Regions from separate parts of the Zea mays genome. Here region 2 is linked to region 1. A link is a contact called in public Hi-C data. All regions are on one chromosome and are shown on one strand. The core of a region is the stretch at or near the end of the contact, and the rest is flanking DNA. Distances in the headings are between cores, read along the strand shown.

What was found. Hi-C and Micro-C count contacts between places; a contact is called where the count stands out from the background.
Region 2: a Hi-C map of bundle sheath shows a contact between it and region 1, with 2.5 times the contacts expected there. The contact joins the promoter of LOC100501672 here to the promoter of LOC100281989 in region 1. A contact is called at or near these places in 14 of 25 Hi-C or Micro-C datasets (bundle sheath, ear, endosperm and 6 more) and 2 of 3 datasets of contacts at active chromatin or transcription factors (leaf and seedling).

The regions. Positions count from the first base shown.
Region 1 is chr9:13,081,745-13,088,500 of Zm-B73-REFERENCE-NAM-5.0, forward strand. LOC100281989 (60S ribosomal protein L35a-like) reads left to right here and starts at 3,508. Exons shown (of 4, transcript NM_001374365.1): 1 at 3,508-3,750; 2 at 3,852-4,080; 3 at 4,173-4,215; 4 at 5,694-5,891. The coding sequence starts at 3,683. The coding sequence ends at 4,214. LOC103637956 (hydroxyproline O-galactosyltransferase GALT4) reads left to right here and starts at 806. Exons shown (of 2, transcript XM_008660957.4): 1 at 806-1,736; 2 at 1,900-2,364. The coding sequence starts at 953. The coding sequence ends at 2,129. LOC103637957 (a long non-coding RNA gene) reads right to left here and starts at 3,431. Exons shown (of 2, transcript XR_558492.3): 1 at 3,217-3,431; 2 at 2,771-2,995.
Region 2 is chr9:13,246,884-13,254,358 of Zm-B73-REFERENCE-NAM-5.0, forward strand. It overlaps LOC100501672 (putative cytochrome P450 superfamily protein), which reads left to right and starts at 1,354. Exons shown (of 2, transcript NM_001196349.1): 1 at 1,354-2,570; 2 at 2,652-3,227. The coding sequence starts at 1,416. The coding sequence ends at 3,107. It overlaps LOC100383746 (putative MAP kinase family protein), which reads right to left. Exons shown (of 1, transcript NM_001176382.2): 1 at 6,987-7,475. The coding sequence ends at 7,215.

The DNA.
Region 1 (6,756 bases), core at 2,258-4,757:
ACTCCATTTATAATCCTAAAATAGTATTTTACACATCAAATTAAAATAGATCTACTGCTAACTAACGACAACTTTATAGTCTAAGGCTAACTGCAGCGGTGGACGCTGCCCCTCCCCCTCCCCTTGCATGCGGTGCGTAGGGGGCACCCTATGGCCGCAGCGGTGCCCCCTACAGTGCCCCCTACGTGTCGGTCCCCTTCTCTCTCCCCCCAGATCTAGCGTGTCACTGTTCATCACCCTAAACACTGTGCTGTGGGTCTACGAGTAATTGTTAGTAGATAAAAAATTGATAGTTGGTATAGAAAATGATATTTTATAGTGGTAGTGGGGTATAGGAGGAGTATTTAGGGGGAACCGCTGCGGGAGATGAAAAAGTAGGGGGGGAAATAGGGGGGAAAAGTGATATAGGAGGAAAAATTTAGGGGTAACAATTGCAGATAGCCTAATAAAACAATGGTAGAACCAAACTGACCCACAAGAGAATTCTTTAGCTTGCTACACATAGCATAGCACAAATATTTGTTTTCGTGGGTGTTTGGTTTTATAGGAACTAATTTTTAGTCTCTCTAATTTATTCTATTTTAGTCTCTCTAAATACTAAAACTAAAACTCTATTTTAGTTTCTGTATTTATCAATTTAAAGATTAAAATAAAATAAAATAGAGAAAAAAAATCCCTATAAACCAAACACCCTTTAGTCGCCTATACCAAACGAGGCAGTGACGACGATAAATCACAAGCAACCGACACACGCATACAGGAGTATTAGACAAGCAACAAGACAGAAGAAGATGACGGTATCAAGAACCGGCCGCTTTGCCAATGCATCCCATTCATCTCTTGATTATATATAGACATAGACACATAGTCACCAAAACATGCACACAAAGAAAGAAAGAATTGAAGGTGGAAGAAGAGAACGAGACCTCGCTCGAAGACAGGGGCATCATCAATGTCGACGTACCTCAAGAAGCCGCCCCCCTGCAGCGTCTCCCTCATCGTCCTCCTCCCTCTCACCCTGATCTTATTATGCTTCACCTTTCTCCTTCCGCTGTCCGCCTACATCAGCAACCCGCTTGCCTCCACGGCAGTGGCCACGAGAGCCTGCGTCGGCGCCACCGCTGGTGTCGTCCGCGCTGCGCCAGCAACGACGACCGTGGGCGACGTCGACGGTGTCGTCGGTAGCCAGCGCCCGGCGGAGCTTATGAGCGTCCTCGTCGGCGTGCACACCATGCCCGGCAAGCACTCCCGGCGCCACCTCATCCGCATGGCGTACGCGTTGCAGCAGCAGACGCCCGCGCTGCGCGCCGCCGCGCGCGTCGACGTCCGCTTCGTGCTCTGCGCGCGCCCGATGCCGCCCGAGCACCGCGTGTTCGTTGCGCTCGAGGCGCGCGCCTACGGCGACGTGCTGGTCCTCGACTGCGCCGAGAACGCGGAGGAGGGGAAGACGTACACGTACTTCGCGAGCCTGCCCACCATGCTCGGCTCCGGCTCCGGCGGCGGCGGCGGCCGGCCGTACGACTACGTGATGAAGGTGGACGACGACACGTTCCTCCAGCTGGACGCGCTGGTGGACACCCTGCGCTCTGCGCCGAGGGAGGACATGTACTGCGGCGTGGGGCTCCCGTTCCACGACCGGCAGTTCCCGCCGTTCATGCTCGGCATGGGCTACCTCCTGTCCTGGGACCTCGTGGAATGGATCGCCACCTCCGACATGGTCAGGAGGGAGGCCATGGGTACGCATCACTTGCATTTCATGCATCCGTTCTTCACCTTTACTTATTGACTAGTACTAACATATACTACTCTATTACTACACTTCTCATGAAGTTGTGTTTTCAGGACATGAATGACAGTTTTTAACAATGTTTACCAACATGTACATATATGCATATTCAGGTGTAGAAGATCTGACCACAGGCAAATGGCTGAACATGGGCCACAAGGCCAAGAACCGGGTGAACATCTTCCCCAGGATGTATGACTACAAGAGTGCCAAAGGTGAAGACTTCTTGGAGAACACCATCGGGGTGCACCAGCTGAAGCAGGACCTGAGGTGGGCACACACACTGGAGCACTTCAATGTCACCAGGCTGGAGCCCTCCAGCATGCTACTACACAACTTCTAGAGAGTGAGGAATGAGGAACAGAATCATGCATGCATATTGTCAGAACCAACATGTAAATTTGTAGTGCTGTTGATTTGTGACATAGCGAATTACTTTCTTGGTTCTAAATTATAAGACGTTTTGGTTTTTTTAATAAATATTTTTTCTTATTATGCATCTAGACACAATGTATATTAAAAAACTAAAATACGTTATAATTTAGAATGGAAAGAGTAAATATGAAGGGTTGTTGGTACAATGATGTGTTGCTTGAAACATATATAATTGATAGCTTCCACCGCAAAGCTATATACATCTCGTTTACAATATCTTTCCATAATGGAGCGTTAATATATAAGGAAAGGGTAATGTCAATTGAATAAGGACTCCAAGAGTTTTGAATTCAGAAACTCAGGGGGAAAAAACCAGTTTTGCGGCAAATAATACTAGGCTGTGTTTCTGTCACAACCACAATCATTCGACGGCAATCAAGCATTCTTCTAAGCTGTTTCTTTGTTTTGAATACTCACTGCCCAGCATTCCAAGCTACAGCATATATACCGCATGCGAAAGCAACCTTTACATACATACATAAATGCAGAATCCCATGATTAATTAAAATGTTAGTAACCTGACATTTACTAAATGATGACAAGCAAGTGTGACTACAGAATATCATAGCATTAGTTTTATTAGTGACATGACGACACTCTTCTGTGCTTACAGATAAATTCGCTGTCAAGTATTTTATATCAACTGTGACTGTGAGCTTCTTCACAACTGAACCTACAAGGGGCTTGCTTGCTTCTCTTATTCTCTTGAAAAAAAAATGCCTTCTTCAAAATCCACAACTTGCCACCTTGGTGCTGTTTCAGTGTCACAATCCTCTAGCATAAAACAAAAGATGTAGCAAAATAGCATTACAACACTGCAACAATCGATTTTCTCGAGATAGTAACACAACAGAGGGTAGTGGCAAGGGGCTGACTTAGCAGCTCCGTTGTTTTTCAGGAGAATAAAATGCACCAGCGCCATAATTGGAGATCGAAGGGATTCAGAGTTGATTAGAAGCGGGAGACATCGGCCCCAAGCAAGTAGGGTTACTCACCGAGGGAAGAATAATACTATACACGCCCAGATTGGGTGTCGAATTCACGCCCCTAGACCAGGGTCGCAGCGACGCCGCTTCCGCAGAGGCGGCGGACTGAGGAGCGGCGCCGCGGCAAGGCTGCGCCGGCGTCGAGCTGGGCCCCGCCGGAGAACTGTGTGCGCGCGACCTATCATGAAACGAGGCGTCCTATTCGCAGTTGGGCTGATTATGTTGCCAGATAGGCCCGGCCCAGCATGGCCCTGATAGAAAAGATAGAAAAAGCGACGACAATCATTAACCAAATGGCCCATTTAAGCTGGCGACCGTCCGCTGGAGGCTGGACTCTGCGAGACGATCGAGGCCGTTCGTTCTTCTCTCCGCCTGCGGCCGTCTCGTTGTCTTCCCCCAATGTGCACGAGCTCTCTCTCTCTCCGTATCCGGCGGCGGAAGCGGAAGCGGAAGCGGAAGGAAGTAGGCGGCCACCATGGTGAAGGGACGCACGGGGCAGCGCGTCAGGCTCTACGTCCGGGGCACCATCCTCGGATACAAGAGGCGAGCTCATTGCCTCCGCTTCTTCCCCCGTCCGTGTTACTTGGATCTGGCCATTCCTCGGTTCGTTTCCGCTAACGGTGGTTGCGGTGGTGGCTGTGCAGGTCCAAGTCGAACCAGTACGAGACCACGTCGCTTGTGCAGATCGAGGGGGTGAACACCAAGGAGGACGTCGCGTGGTACGCTGGCAAGCGCATGGCGTACATCTACAAGGCCAAGACCAAGAGCAGTGAGACCCGCTACAGGTGCATCTGGGGTAAGGTCACCCGCCCGCACGGCAACTCCGGCGTTGTCCGCGCCAAGTTCAAGTCGAACCTCCCGCCTGAGTCTATGGTCAGTGACGCACTCAGTACGCCGTGTGATGTGTGCTGCTTCCCAATTGATGCTCTGTCCTGATGCTGTTCTTTTTTTTCTGACGAGTGCAGGGGCGCAAGGTCAGAGTGTTCATGTACCCTAGCAGCATTTAAGGTTAGGGTCCTCAAACGCTGGACATGCTTTATTTGTTTGGCGGCTGGTTGATGTTGAATCTGTTGCTTGTGATTGAATGATACGACAAGGAATTCTGATTAGACTGCACTCGTCGTTGCTGTAGACCATGGGCTAGGAGTTTTAGGTGCTTAAACGCATCATAGTTTGTGTGTGACGTCCTGTGGCCACCGGCGTTGGTGGCCGGGACGTGAGATCGCCAGACACCCTCGCGGTGACAAATTTGCACACCGTGCCTGGTTGAAAGTTTATTCAGGATTCTGTTATTTGATACCATTGCCAACTGGCCATTACAGTACTTATAGTACGCCACTTGGGCTAGCCCATTACCTCACATAACCACGTTTCAGACGCTAATCCAGCCCATGGCCCAACCATCAGATGACAGCTACCAAATGACAACTAGACTTACCCACTTCCCGCCATGGCCTTCTACTCCTCCACCGTTGCACCTTCAGGCACCACTGCACTGTCTGTGACATTGTGGTTTCGGAATGTTTAGAAGTCGGACGACTTGCTGGTCGTCTGGCTGACCAACTTGGACGATTAATCGCGATTAGTCGGAAGACTTGGCGATTAATCGCGATTTTCCCATACCGACTTGGACGAGTAATCGCGATTAATAGGACGATTTGAAAACATTGTTTCGGTTGTTTATTATGAGACACATTGAGTCTGTGTAGCAGCAAACACTGGCTATTCTGCTGCAAATCATGGTAATTTGGCTTTTGTGGTTTGGTTTGCACATGTTGATACTGGCTTTAATTTGGTGAGTTTGTATCTGACTGAGGGAGTATTCACTTCGTGAAGATTTCAAGTTAAAACTGCTGTTTGGTATTTGGGGATGGTTAACTTCCCACTGTTCGTTACTTACATGTCACAATGATACCAAGTACACGTGGAATATGCATTACCTAATTTCATTAGTTGTCAGTATTACTCCCTCTGTTTACAAATTTAGGCATTTCTAGTAGCAAAGGAAATGACACGCTCGTCATCAGTCAATATCATGAGAGAGACAAAACTGCAGGAAAATTAGCAGTGAGGAATGGGGATAGCGGCATGTGCCAGAAATTTTTACATCTGTGGAAACTTTTGAATGCTTAAAAAAAATGCTTACTCTTATGAACCGGGGGGGGGGGGGGGGGGTCTAGTTTTTCCAACTAATGTATTGGATTTAGTGATGCCTATTTTCAGCACTTTAGACTTAGCAGTTTTCCATATATATTTATAATTGTGCATTTTTCTTGCCATAGAAATTTATGATATTTCTGTCCACACTGATGTTTAGGGAATGTTTCTTTGATACAGTAGAATGGTTTTAAACATACTGTCTGTTTAGAACATTTACATTGGGCATGGGGCTGCCAACACAAAGTTTGAACTTGTAGCTTGAACCATTGCTTACCCTTTCAAAAGTCACCCTCTGCTTATGCTATTCTGGGCTTTTATGTCTGCAGGTTTTGTTGGAGTAAAGATGGACTAAAAATGTCATGCGTATTTCTTACTTTTTTCTGAGCTTAAAATGCTATTTGTTGGCAACTTAGATTGTTCATGCAGTCATGCACTTGACCGGTGGAAGTTCTGTCTAAATTTGTTGTCGAACGGATGAACTATATATTGTCGGTGTTATGCGAGCAGCAGAGCTTATTTTGTCCCGTGCCACCGATGTCCGATGCTATCTCTTCAACAGATCCCCTATCATATCCGCTATTTCAAACTACACTTTATAAATATTGTCATCAACGGTTCCGCGCCCCCGATTTTATACTAGCTTGAGACGGTCTGATTCTCGTATTTTCGAATTCATATGCTTATATTTTAACTTGTTTGCCTACAACTACAATGTTCGTGTGCCACCTCAAATAGCATCGTGCAATATGGATGCTACTCCCTCTATTTTTTAATTTGTTGCGTTTTAGTTCAAAAATAAACTATCGTAAGACAAAATATTTGAGAATGGATGAAATATTTTGTTAACCAGCAATATAATTACTTTACTCGTCCTAAAATTGGGAGTTTGTTGTATTTCTTCATCGTGGTTTGATCTAATTTATATAATAATATACAAATATTTATAACACTGAATTAATATCATTAGATAGAGTATTACAGTTATATAATCTTTTAATGTCATGGATATTGGTAGTCTTTATAAAATTGTTCAGGCCGGTTTATTCAAACAAAGGCAGATTTATTCCATGACAAAATTTTAATAGGGGATTAACTCTGCTTTAATTTAGGAAAGCATATGAGGTTCATACGAAGAGCATGTATTAGTGAAATTATGTTTGTTTGGTTAACTTGTAGATTCCTAAAAGTCTGATTTTAGGTGTGATCTGTGAAAAAACTGTTGCGACCTGATGGTTGCAAGAGTATGGTAGCTTGGTAGCTTGGTTGAGAGCTACACAGAAAATCTGGTGTAGAAGGTAATTATAAATTTAACTAGAGGGATACGTAGATTTTCAGTAATCTATTCCACTGTTGTACTTGTTTGATTTAGATTTCAGTTTTTTTCCCCAA
Region 2 (7,475 bases), core at 104-2,603, 160 kb after region 1:
GTAGGATGCAAAGATTCTTCGAAGGAACTTTGTGATTGATCTGTTATGTTATGAGGACAATTCACGCCGATATGACATCCATGCAAACATAACAGAGACTTATCGATATCGCTAAAAAGGATTAGCTGGTTAGTGTACGGTTGTCGACACATTTGTATGTAATTAAAAATTCTAAATTAACTTTTTAGAAATAATTTGTATGATATTGATAATGTTTTCCACACGGATTTTGCATATTATAATGATGTTTGTCGTTCCATATCAATGTTTCATACAAATCTTTTACTTCCGTCGCAACGCACGGGCACATACTTATAAGTTATAACAATATAACACATATGTACATAAGTTATCGTATTATTATATGGTTCCGTTGCAACGCACGGGCACTCATCTAGTTACCGTATTACTTAGCTAATTACATGATATCGCACATTAGGATCTAAGCTACGCTCAGCATCAATGGGCTTCGAACCAATTGTGCAGAAATAGCCGCAACAATAAGGTTTCAAGCTATATTCAGCACCTAACCTACCATATATATATAGTTGCCAATGGCTCACGTGGTGTTGCCATATGTCTATATTCTACATTCTTCCTATATAAATATCTAACTCTAGATTATGTATGTTTATTCATTTTATAGGTAAACCTCAGTACCTTACCATACAAATAATATTGTCATGCTTGCAGAGTATTTTATACTTTATTATAAAGCATGTCTACTGTAACTTATGCATGCTATATTTTAACACACATGTTACGATAGAAAAGGCGGAGATAACAACGACATTAAGAAAATGACCCTAGCCATACGCATGCCCCCAAACATTTTCAATAAAAACTTTATATATACGGCGAAGACGATCTCATCCGGTCATCCCCTCTGTCTGAACGGTAGATAATTCCTAGAGCGTTCTAGTCTTGCTCACAAGCTGATCACTCATTGCCACCTCCGTTTTAAATATTTGTTGTCTGCTAGTTTATTTTTAAATTAAATGGTGTAAAATAAAAAAAAGGACAGAGTGAATATATGCTAAAAAACATACAGTACTTATATGACTATCTGTGAAAAAAGAATGCAGAGATGGTCGCCAGAGTCATCTGTGATCTCACGAAAGGCCGGCTGCCGGCTGCCGTCGTGCGAGATCGCTTGAAGTCTGCGCCTGTCCATTCGCAAGGCCGTGTCGCACGTCAGCTTTTGCCTTGTACTTAGCGCCCGGTCGCTGCGACAAAAGCTCCAAGCGCGTAGCTGTCACAACGTCGACACGTATTTTATGATGGCGAATCACACCACGCAATATAAACATATATAAACACAGTGACACTAGCACCCGCACTTCGAGTCTTCGACGACGACGACGACATCACAGCGCACAGCGCAGTTGTGGTTGCAGTTTGCTTCTTCGCTCGACATGGGCACGGGAGGCGTAGCGCTGGTCGTCGCCGCCCTCGCCGTGGTGTTGGTGACGAGGCTGTGGACGGCGCTGGCCCACCTGGTGTGGCGGCCGTACGCCGTCGCGAGGGCGTTCGCGCGGCAGGGCATCCGCGGGCCGCCGTACAGGGTCTTGGTGGGCAACGGCAAGGAGGTCCAGGCGATGCGGGCGGCGACGAGCGGCGACACGCTGGACCTCGCCTCCCACGACTACATCGCGCGCGTGATGCCGCAGTACCGCGCGTGGGTGTCGCTCTACGGCAAGGTGTTCCTGACGTGGTCCGGCTCGACTCCGGCGCTGTTCGTGGGCAGCCACGACATGGTGAAGCGGGTCCTGTTCGACAAGGCGGGGCTGTACGGCAAGACGGACCCGGGGCCCACCATACTGTCCCTCATGGGCAGGGGCCTCGTGTTCACCGACGGCGACGACTGGTCGCGCCACCGCCGCGTCGTGCACCCGGCGTTCGCCATGGACAAGCTCAAGTCGATGACGGGGGCCATGGCGGCGTGCGCGGCGGAGGTGATCCGGGGGTGGGAGGCGCGCGCCGCGGCGAGCGGGGAGGAGGGGGAGCCGGAGGTGACGGTGGAGGTGGGGCAGCAGTTCACGGAGCTCACCGCCGACGTGATCTCGCACACCGCGTTCGGCAGCAGCTACCGTCAGGGGAAGGAGGTGTTCCTGGCGCAGCGGGAGCTCCAGTTCATCGCCTTCGCCTCCATCAACAGCGGCATGCGCGTGCCGGGCACGCAGTACGCGCCCACCAAGGCCAACGTGCGCCGGTGGCAGCTCGAGCGCACGGTGCGGGGCACGCTCATGGCCATCATCGACGAGCGCCTCGCCGCCGCGAAGGAGGCGAAGGGGTACGGCAGCGACCTGCTCGGCCTCATGCTGGAGGCCAACGCCGGCGACGGCGGCGGCAAGAGGCAGCAGCAGGCCATGAGCATGGACGAGATCATCGACGAGTGCAAGACCTTCTTCTTCGCCGGCCACGACACGACCTCGCACCTCCTCACCTGGGCCATGTTCCTCCTCGGCACGCACCCCGAGTGGCAGCAGCGGCTCAGGGAGGAGGTGGTCCGAGAGTGCGGCGGCGCCGAGGTGCCCCTCAGCGGCGACGCCCTCAACAAGCTCAAGCTCGTGAGCCCCCTTCCGCCTTAAGCTTGAGCTAGCTAGCAGGGGTGAGTGCGGCGGCGGCGGCCTTATGCTGTTGTTTCGCAGGTGACCATGGTGCTGTACGAGACGCTCCGGCTATACGGCGCGGTGCCGCTGATCGCGAGGCGGGCGACGGCGGGCGCGGACCTCTGCGGCGTGAAGGTGCCCAAGGGCACCCTCCTGCTGATCCCGATCGCGATGCTCCACCGCGACGAGGAGGTGTGGGGCGCGGACGCCGGCGCGTTCAACCCGTTCCGGTTCCGGGACGGCATGGGCAGGGCCGCGACGCACCCGAACGCGCTGCTGTCCTTCTCCCTGGGCCCGCGGTCGTGCATCGGGCAGGACTTCGCGATGCTGGAGGCCAAGGCCACGCTGGCGCTCATCCTGCGGCGCTTCACGTTCCGGGTGGCGCCAGAGTACGTGCACGCGCCGGCCGACTTCCTCACGCTGCAGCCGTCGAAAGGGCTCCCCGTCGTGCTCAAGCTCTTGGAACCAGCCGTCCTTGTCACGAGTTCCGGTTGAGCTATAATGTTCATGTCTGACATGCCAAGTCATTGATTAGGCTTCTGTCATCTGCGACTGCGATGTGTTTCCTCAGTTTCGTTATCATCATATTTCAGAATGGGAGCTATATAATATTGTAATTTTCGTGAATGGATGGGCCAGGTCCAGTCCACTCATGTTTTCAAAAGAGTCATTCGGCTTCTTTGCTGGTCCAAAGTCTCGTGAGTTGTTCAGCCCGTGTCTCTAGAGTTTGGACTAGTCTAATCTGACCTTTTCTGCATCATACTCATACAGCCCCTTACTTCTATAGACAGGTCTGTAGTGATGCCCGGATATTCCAAGAATACCCGACTTTTTTTTTTACAAATTTTAGTTTACATATACATTTGATGTATATAATTTGTATTTACACTATTATCTGTTTCTGGCTATAAATGTATATAGTTAAATACTATCTGTTTCTCACCGGAAATCAGCCCACAGGCCAATAGATCCGGCCTTTCCGCCTCGCTCCCAATAAGGTTTACATCATATGAAATCGTGTTTATAGTCTCTAAATTTATTAAATGATGCACCAAGGTAGTCGATGTAGTCTTGAAATGAAACTACAGTACACCTACACCATTTAATAAGTTTAGAGACGTCTGATGCACTACTTAACAAGTTTTAAATTTTATAAATATATTTTTAAAGTTTATGAGCCTAAGTGACATTGATTGGTAAGTTCAAAGGCTACTTTTCCGTTTAATGTTTTTAATATAGGATAATTGTGTCAGTGCCCTTGTTTCAAAGTATAAATACATATTTGTTTTTTTTTGGACTTTGCATGTTTAACCTTGTTTTTCTAAAACGAAATTGTTGTATGACCCCACTCTGTTAATTGTACTTAACGGTGTTAAGTCTTGATAAAAGAAAGAGTATAATTGTTTTGAAAAATAGGGACAAAAACACAAAGTTAAAAAAAGACGCAAAGCTACCGTTACACCCTAAAATAGGGATATTCGCACGATTGTCCTTAATTTATTTGTTTAGATACGGTGCACTTTTTATATCGATTTGATTGAAGTTTGAGAAATTTGATATAGAACAATGCCAAACTAAGCTATGTATATACGTAGTTTATTAGAATGGAGCGAGAGCGCAAGAGGATGAGCATTAAACATCTCTACGGTCCTATTGCGACAACTTGATCGATTATATGTTCACGTTGTTTTTGAACGATTTTTATCAAAACGATTCTCATAAAAGTGGATTGAAAAGTTGGATGTTTGACAGTCTGTGGCAGCTTATGGCAACCAAAATTAGCAAAAAAAAACCGAAACACTATGTCTCGTGTGTTCTTTTACTCACATAATATGTGCTTTTATTGTTAATTTGGTATAAAAAGTTGTTTATTATAGTTGTAAAATTTTTTAAAGGAACTCTAAACTGAGTGGAAGTAGCACTCCTGTCATCCTGTGCATGAGCTAGGTGCCGCCGTGCCGGTTTCTAATGTTACTTTTTTTTCCATCCGCTGTTGATCGTGTTTTGCTTTCTGTACTCAATCAAACTCTCTGTTGGGTTGTATGGTGCTTCGGAGTTTTTTTTTTTATTCGCTGAAGCCTCTGCTCGGTGACAGCAAAGGGCCCTCTACCTCCTCGTGTTCTTTTTTATACCCATTAATTTTGTACTTGTCCTATATATTAGATGTCTGAATTTTATTATTATTATTATTATAGCGCAAGTAACCATGCACAGGTGACAGGTGAGGCAAATAGAAAACGTCGAAGCAACCAGCGGCAGCTGCGCTATACCTATACATGTTGGAGACGGATGTGCGTCTTTAAATTAGCAATCTCCCTTTAATTGTACAAGTTGTCCCTTGCGAGTTGTTGTCAAATATTCAGAAAACTAAGGTGTAGCAACTCCCTTATTTTATCGGCGTGCTGTGTCACGAGTTCTGGTATCGCTTGTGCAAGGATTCTCTTGATTGGCATCTTCTATTCTGCTACTGGAATTGCGAGAAGACACGAGTTGCATGCGCTGGCTGGGCAGAGGAGGGCAGGCCAGGGCTCCTTCCAAGCTGGTATGCATAGTATTTGGCATAGTTTTTTTTTCTAAAGAGTTGTTCTAAAAATCTAGATTCTTAGCTGTCACAAGAATCTGGATATCACGAAGCTTATAGGAAGATAAAGAAGTTTGTACAGATTTCTTTCGTTGCGACAGCCTCAATAGATTATGCATTTACGTTGATTTAGATGATTTTTATGGAAATAAATCTCATAGAAATGGACTAAGAAGCAAAAGGTTTGGTGGCCAAAAGCCGATTCTCATGGCTAGAAGCCGAAACATACCGGCCCTATATCATCTCCACCAACTAGTGCCACTTGCCAGGACGACGCTCTTGAGTTGAGGTTGAGGGGGCTAGCCACATTTGCCAGACTTTTCTCTCACCCTCTCTGTTTCTACTCACTGGATATTTAGATCCCTTCATTTTAAAGAAATTAGAATTCACTCAATAAAATAACTTATTTAGTTTAGAATTTGACATTCCATCACTTTCCAAAGTTCAGATATAAGTCTATCTCAAATTTATAGGAGGGAGAATGAGAAATAATTTTATACATTAGTAAAATTTATTTCTACTATGTAACTTACATGACACTTTTCGTCACACTCCTCTAATATCTTGTTAATAATAGTATACAAATATATTTTGCATAAAACTAAATTAGCTTAATTGATAGATACCTAAATTATTATTTAATTTATTATTAGAATAGAATTCAATTCCAATAATCCAAACGACCCGGGTAAAAGAACAGGCGAACATGGACATCACAAGCCTGACACTCCTACCCGGTGCAAGTGCAACGCACGTTTCACTCCTCCGCGTCTCACATGCGCCTACCGCCTACCATGATATATTCCCACGTGCCGATAGTCGATCTCTCAAGTATCAGGAAACAAAAGAGAACATCGGCATGCCAATCGCCAGCACCACCACCTTTGCCGCCGGGGCTAAGAAAGGCAGGTCGGATTTAGCGAGAGAGAAAGGCATGGTTCAGATTTCAGGAGCAACATCAAGAGAGAGACACGGAACTAATTAAAGTTGGTTCCATTCGCATTTCCAGATTCGCTCTATGCAAATCATATATCCGGATAAAGGAATCCAAGAACCTATCAAGCAGCAGCTGGCCAGCTGCGGCAGCAGTATTATCGTCGTCGTCGTCGTCGTCGTCGTCGTCTGTTCAATCATCATCGCTCAATTATGCGGCAAGAATATCACAGAGAGCTGCTAGCAGCCTAGCGCAATTGCCAGTTCATGTGACAGCTCTGCTCTGCTACATGGAGATTGGAGATATGTATAAAAAAAGGAGAAGTTTAAGGGGGTGTTTGGTTTGCCCCTACTAAAATTTAGCTCCTATCACATCGAATGTTTGAACCTCCGTTCGGGGTATTAAATGTAGTCGGATTATAAAACTAATTTCTCAGCTGAAGATTAAAAAGTGAGACGAATCTAGTACAGTTGGTTGGGTCTATATTTCATACTCCTATTTGAAAGTCAAACGCTTGATGTGACTCGGACTAAACTTTAGTCCACAGAACCAAACACCCCCTAAGTTTCTAAGCAAACCTTTTTCGAACAATGAAAATCGGTAGCAAGTGGACCTCTCTCTGTACTTGACATATGATATGATCTTTTACAAAATCATTTGTACACACCTTTTTTTTTTCTCTTTCTCGTTATGCTATCATCGCTGGAAGTAAAAAAGAAAAGAGCATCAAACAACAGGAAGGAGAAAGAAACCTTAAATCGCAGCAGCGAGGAGCGGGTTGAGGACGACCGTGGTGATGAATTGATGATGGAGAATTGGAGATGGACACAGCACTCAAAATTGGTAGGAGACCTTAACTGCAGCAGAAGCAACCATGGATGGATGCGGACGTCGATGATGGAGGATAGAACCCGAAATTGGCCAGCAAATTCCCTTGATACATCAGGGATCAGATCCGTGTATTGTATCCAAGGGAACGCCGGATTGATTGGAGTCCCACACTGCCTGCAGCCAAGGGAGGGAGGCCAAACTGAGACGAGATCCGTACTTTGGTCCCAACTCCCAACCCGCCGAAATGGTGGTGTGGTCATGACGGGGGAGGAGCAGCGAGGGGCTGCGGGTGCGGGCCGGCGACGAAGGGGTGCTGCAGCAGCTGCGCGGCCGTGAGGCGCTTGGCCGGGTTCTTCTGCAGGCAGCAGGCGATGAACCCCCTGAACTCGCGCGAGGCGGTGGGCGGTGGCTCGGGCGGGTCGTTGTAGCAGATGGCGCACATGAGCGCGGCCCAGTCGCCCTGCCTGCCGAGGTTCTCCCCGAAGGGGAACCTGCCCAAGTAGAACTCGAGGATGCT